2 separate regions of the Sus scrofa genome follow, and region 2 is linked to region 1. A link is a contact called in public HiChIP or PLAC-seq data. All regions are on one chromosome and are shown on one strand. Each heading gives the region's core, a stretch centred on a gene start, on an enhancer-like site or on the middle of the called end of the contact. The rest is flanking DNA. Distances are from core to core; before and after follow the strand shown. Region 1 overlaps LOC102157601 (a long non-coding RNA gene). Region 2 holds the start of FJX1 (four-jointed box protein 1).

Region 1 (2,878 bases), core at 168-2,667:
TCTTAACCTGCTGAGCCACAATGGGAACTCCTGACCTAACATTTAAAGAGCAGCAGTTTGGAGGGGTGCCAAGTCATTATTCTTCCTGACGTGTGCACACTTCCCTCTGGCATTGTGCATGCGCCTAAGCACCTGTGTGCGTGTGTGCGTACACACACACTCACTGGCATCTCCCACCCCTGTGCTGTTACCTGCCACACTGATACCCCCATGAGTGCACATGAAGGTTCAAAGCTAAAGTGCCAGGTGAGGCACTTGAGAATGGTCCACTGTTAATGCTGTTGGAGGCCAGACACAAATGCCCCTTTTAATGGCCTGGTCCAGAAAACAAATGTATCCATTAAGCTGGAATAAAGAGATGGGTCAATGCACAAGACGAACTGAGCACCTTCAAACTGGGAGACCGAGAGAGAGAACCTCAGAGTACCAGGGGAAGAGAGAACTAGATAGAGAGAGAGAGAGAGAGAGAGAGAGAGAGAGAGAGAGAGAGAGAGAGAGAGAGAGGGAGAGGGAGAGGGAGAGGGAGAGGGAGAGGGAGAGGGAGAGGGAGAGATAGGCAGGCAGGCAGGCAGACAGGCAGGGAGACAGACAAACAGATACATAGAACTAACGAGAAAGAGGGAAACCAATGAGAGAAAACCATAGCCTGGTTCTAGATACACTCTGATAAGGCAGCGTGCATTATGCTTAATGCTGTTTGTGAAGGCCTGAGCCTAAGAACTCTGGCCTATGCAATGCTTCCTTTTCGTATCAAAGAAGGAATCCTGGGGTGTCTCTTAGAATGTTCTAATGTGAGCTCTTAGGCCAGTAAACATACTCTCTTTTCTAGGAGATGGTAGCCAAACATGGATAAGAACTCAGGTTTCCCAAAAGCTACAGGACCTCAGGCAAATCATGTAATCTCTCTGGGCCTCAGTTTTTTTTTTCACTAGTTAAATGGGGTCCATCACACTCATCCCTAAATCAGTGTTTCCTAAAATTGTTAGCTGGAACACCAGAAAACCATGTCGTAGCCCCTTCTTGAAGTTCCACAATGCAACTGAACATATTACAAGGTCCAAGAAGTCCTAAAGGAAAGAAATCTGTTCAGCTTTGTTTAGCCCCCTCGCCACTCCATTTACTTGACTCCAATATATTCTATCATGGCTTATGCACATCTGGTGTCAGTGTGCCTGGGCTGCCATAACAAAGTACCAGACACTGGATGGTCCATCAGCAAGAATCTGTATCTCCCAGGTCTGGAGGCGGGCAGTCTGAGATCCTGGTCAGGTTCTGGGGAGAGCCCTCTTGGGGGTTGCAAACTGCTGACTCCTCACTGTTTCCTCACAGAAGAGATCCATGCTCGTGACCTAACTGCTCCACAAAGGCCCTGCTGCCTCATACCATCACCCTGGGGTTAGGATTTTAATACGTGAGTCTAGGGGGAATTGGAATACGCAGTCCAAAGCATTTGGCAAGATGTCCCTCTCCATAACTGGCCTCGTTCTCCTGGCCAGCCCCAGTTCTCATGTTCTCTCTCTCTCTCATACACAAGCACGTACATGGGACACACACACACACACACACACAGGAAGAAGAGCTGGGATTCTTAGAGAAAGCATTTTTCCCTTCCCACTGTCACTTCTTCCTACGCTAAGATCTAAGAGTGGAAGAGGCAGAGAGACCCTTCCATCTAGTTGACTCTTGCTCCTCATTTTATGAGTATTTGAGAGGGAAGCTACCTGCCAAACTCTGTACAGCTTATTGGTGGCAGAGCAGGGCTGGCACTCCTAACTCTCTTCTTCTCCTGGGAAGAGCAGATACCTTTTGGTGGCACCACGTGGACGCTCATGCTGGGGTAAATGTCGCTAAAAGTGTTTCTCAGGTTTCTGCATCAAGATGTAATATTTGGAGTAACTCTGGATACAAATGCCAGCAAGATGTCAGTTAGCAAGTCCACAAATATTTCTGAACATCTATTTCGTGTCAGGCAATTTTATCAGCATTGATAATACAGCATTGAACAAACAATACAAGCTTCAAAGAGGTACAGACAATAACTACATGAACAAATAAATACATATAATTTGAGATACTTATAATTAACATGGAAGTGTAACTGGATGGGTGTGGCAGAAAGGGCAAAGAAGTAGCCTTGGGGAGGATCAACAGCCCAAAGAGGACTCCGTTTTGATGAGTGATGGTCATCACACGGTAGTCACAAGCTACCACTAAGTTCCTCCTATGTGTCACGCGTGCTACTAAGCCCCGTAGGTCCAGTTAGTTAAGGACAGAGCCAGTACTAGAACCAAGTCTGCCTGCTACTAAAACCCAGTTATCAGGAGAAAGCTCATTCCATTTTCCAAGGACAAAAGACCACACCTTGCTCTATGCCCTGGAGATGCAACACGGGGGGTAAGCGGTTTATAATGTGAACAGTCTCTCCTGAACAATTTAGGCTACATTTTACTTTTCACTTCATTCCATCACTCTTAGGTCTGTCTACCCTTCAGAGACCCGCCTCTTCCCCAACACCACACACAAAATCATTTACATCCTATGTTACAACTATCTAACGCCAGTTACCTCAGAAGGGAAAAAAATAAGTTGCCATGAGTGGAGATTTTGTTTTTCCTATTCTGTTCCCTCCCATGAGGAAATCGCGATATTTTTTCTGAAATCAGACATTGTGTGAGGGTTTGGAGCTGAGAGGGTGAGGGGATGGATCCACCCCTTATGTATGTTCTCTTCAGTGGAAGGGTCTCAGCTGCTCTTCCTCCCAAATTGAATTCTCTTACTCTTGAAGAATGACCCAAGCAAAGAAATTTCCCAAACATCTGAAATCTGAGAATTTGTGCCTGGAATCCATGAGGCTCATGGTTTCCAGATGGAGAGACCG
Region 2 (2,878 bases), core at 248-2,747, 160 kb after region 1:
GGTCCACCAGCTCCGCCTGGCTGCGGTTGGCCAGCTCGGCCCCCACGGCGCGCAGGGGCCGCAGATGGCCGTCTTCAGAGCGCCAGGGTGCGGGCACCACCACGTCAGTGAGGTTGGGCAGCCACCGAGTCAGGCTTACTACGCTGCCCTCGGTCCAGTGAGCGGCACGAAGCTCTTCCTGCACCTGAGCCCACTGCGCGCCCCGAGCTTCCACCCGAGCCAGTGCCAGCGGCGGCACGTGGCGCTGGAGGCCCAGCAGGCGTGCCAGGTAGTAAGACAGGGCCTCGCCCTGTATCTGCTCCGGGTTGATGCCGTAGCGCACGCAGGCGCGGGTGCCGTCGGCGAAGCGAGCCAGCCGGTTGGAGCTGCGCCCGCAACCCCCGCGCTCCAGGGCCACCACCCGGGCGCTGCGCGCCGCCTCCAGCCACGCCGCCGCCTGGGCCTCGGAGAAGCCCGGGGGCACCTGCTCCTCCAGGCCGCGGCTCCAGAAGACGCCCCCGTGCACCGCGGCGCGTTCCTCCGGCCAGGACCGTCCGGTTGGCACGTGCCGCCTGCGCTCACCCGGGGGCTGCCCGGGCGGGCCGTCAGAGCTCGCCGCCAAGGTGAGCAGAACCCGGAAAGTTTTCAGGGAGCCGCCGCGGGCGTCCCGCGCCAGGGGCGGGGGCAGAGGGAAGCGAGGCGCTGGCTCCCGGCCTCCGCTCCGGGCCGGGCGCCGAGGGAGTCGGTCTTTGGGCGTCTGAGAGGCGGGCAGCTCGGTCCGCGGCGGCAGGAGCCCGCCCCACAGCGCTAGCAGCGAGCCCAGCGCCAGTAGCCAGAGCCCCGCGGTGGCGGCGGCGCCCCGCATCCTCCAGCCCATGCTTCCCCGGCCGGGCCGGTGCCGCCGCCGCTTCAAGCCAAGCCCCGGCGCCCGGGTCTCGGCGGCGAGGCGGGCCCGGCAGCTCGTTGGCTCCGGGGCTCCGGGCGCCTCAGCTCCATCGCTGCAGCGGGGCGCTGCGAGACTAGCCGGCGCTCTGCCCGGCGCTGAGAACTAGCCTCGCTGCCGCTTCCCAGCTGCTTTTGTATTTCGCTGTGAGACCCTCCGGCGGGCGCGATTCACAGGCGCCCGGACCACGTGGGAGCGAGGGGGGATCCCCCTCCCCCTCCTCCTCCGCCGCTCCCCGCCCCCCTTCACTCCCCCGCCCCTTCCTCTTCTCTTCCCCTTAAAGCGGCGATGGCTCTTTCCAAGCGGGAGAAGCGGTCCCACACTCACTCAGGGACTTAGGGGCCAGGAGCAGGAAGCCGGGTTGGCGGCGCCCGCGTGGGGGCGTCGGAGCCGGCAGCACCGAGCTGAAGTCACGCGGGGTGGGAGCTACGCGCCTCTGGCTCTCGCGGGGGTTAGAGTGGTCGCGGAGTCCCTGCACTAGGGAAGCTCCCGTCCTCCAGCAAAGTTCAGACTAACCCCCACCGCTCTCTCCGCGCCGCCCGGCGTGGATTGGGGCGGGTCCCTTTGCCTTCTCCGTTGCAGACGGTGATTCACCCTGCCTTATGTAAATCCCTGGGAATCTCTCCGAGCCACAGAGGATATGACTCCAGCCCGGTTAGGAGAACCATCTGTAGCAAACAACTTTGAACCGACACCCCCTTTCCTGAGCGCGCTCACCACACTGGTCCCTGAGGGCTGTGCGCTTTGAGGTTGGTAGCTCCGCCTTTCCCGAGGGACTCACTGGGAATTAAACTTTGCTGTGCCCAAACACCTAGGCAGGTGTTCAACAAAGTATCTGTCCTCAGTTCTGGTCAGAGAGCAGTAAAATGCGGAGATGCGGTCCCCGTGCTTACGAAGCTCACATTCTAGGGAGATGTACCGGTTGCCCCAGAGAGCTTTGTTACCGAGGATCAGATCTGATGCAGGAGAAGGGGCTTCGGAGACCATTTCTCCAATGAAATGGTCCTCTTTTGCCCAGGAGGAAACTGAGGCAGAGAAGGGATAGGCGAACTCAAGATCCCAGAGGTAGCAAGTGGAGAAACTAAAATTCAAACTGAGGTCTCTGGGCAGCATGCCACTTGATTTTCCCTCTAGGGAGAAAGTTCACTATCTTTATCAAGTTGTTAGCATTCTCCTTTTTTAAAAGACCATTGTCATTTAGCTAGTCACTATATTCCTCAAATAGGATTTTCAATTCAACAAATGAAAAAAAAAATCCACCATATTGCATTTGACTTCATAGTTTAATGGTTTAAGGGAAGAAGTGGTTGGAGGAGGGGGTGGAGGAGCAAAAAAGTAAAGAATAAAAAAACAAAACAAAACAAACCATATTGTCTTCCAGCCACTTTTGCATTCAGTCCTCCTAGAGAGCTCTTGGATAAGAATCGGCTCTCCCTCTCACTTCCCTGAATGAGCCTGTGTCCCAGATCCAAATCAAGATTCTCAGGTAAGACACAAGTTTGGGGGGGATGGGGGTGGAATCCACCTCTGAAAGCAGGAGTTTGAAATCTGTTTCCTTTCATGTGTTTCTTTTCTTTCTTTTTATCCCCCATCAGATACAAATGGGGGTTTTCACTGCAACAGCTCATGACCTGGCCTTGATTATATTTATGCTCCAAAGAATGAATATTCTAGAGTTAGAGGGCAGATACTCTAAAGTTTGTGACTAAGAGGGTCCAAGGACCACACCTGGGGCCTTCCAGTGCTGATCCAGTGTAGTGTCAAGTGTTTCCATAGTGACTGAAGTGTTGGGTCTTTGCTGAATCTCTTCTGCACCCCACGGTGGCAGTACCATGCCATTTTATACATATTACCTGATGATATTACTATGGCCCCCATATGGATATATCAAAATCTTAATTCATTAAAGGTACTCTCTTCATGCTCTGTGCAAACTCCTAACCCTCATCTTTCCCT

The links. HiChIP or PLAC-seq counts read pairs in DNA pulled down with a chosen protein or histone mark.
Region 2: a contact with region 1 is called in an H3K27ac HiChIP or PLAC-seq map of alveolar macrophages. The contact joins the promoter of FJX1 here to the enhancer-like site in region 1. A contact is called at or near these places in 1 of 5 promoter capture datasets (liver), 16 of 47 Hi-C or Micro-C datasets (embryonic fibroblasts, epiblast stem cells, fetal liver and 9 more) and 2 of 2 datasets of contacts at active chromatin or transcription factors (alveolar macrophages and skeletal muscle).

The regions. Positions count from the first base shown.
Region 1 is chr2:25,264,019-25,266,896 of Sscrofa11.1, forward strand. All of the region lies in intron 1 of LOC102157601 (a long non-coding RNA gene), which reads right to left. Among named protein-coding and RNA genes, the nearest start is that of LDLRAD3, 110 kb to the left of the region's middle. Within about 2 kb of position 1,418, at least 10 of the 83 cell types and tissues checked have an H3K27ac peak or open chromatin away from gene starts, as enhancers often do. A contact at or near this core is called in alveolar macrophages, liver, retroperitoneal adipose tissue and 1 more, where this site is marked.
Region 2 is chr2:25,422,052-25,424,929 of Sscrofa11.1, forward strand. FJX1 (four-jointed box protein 1) reads right to left here and starts at 1,498. Exons shown (of 1, transcript XM_003353898.4): 1 at 1-1,498. The coding sequence starts at 856. It also overlaps a transcript of PAMR1 not described here.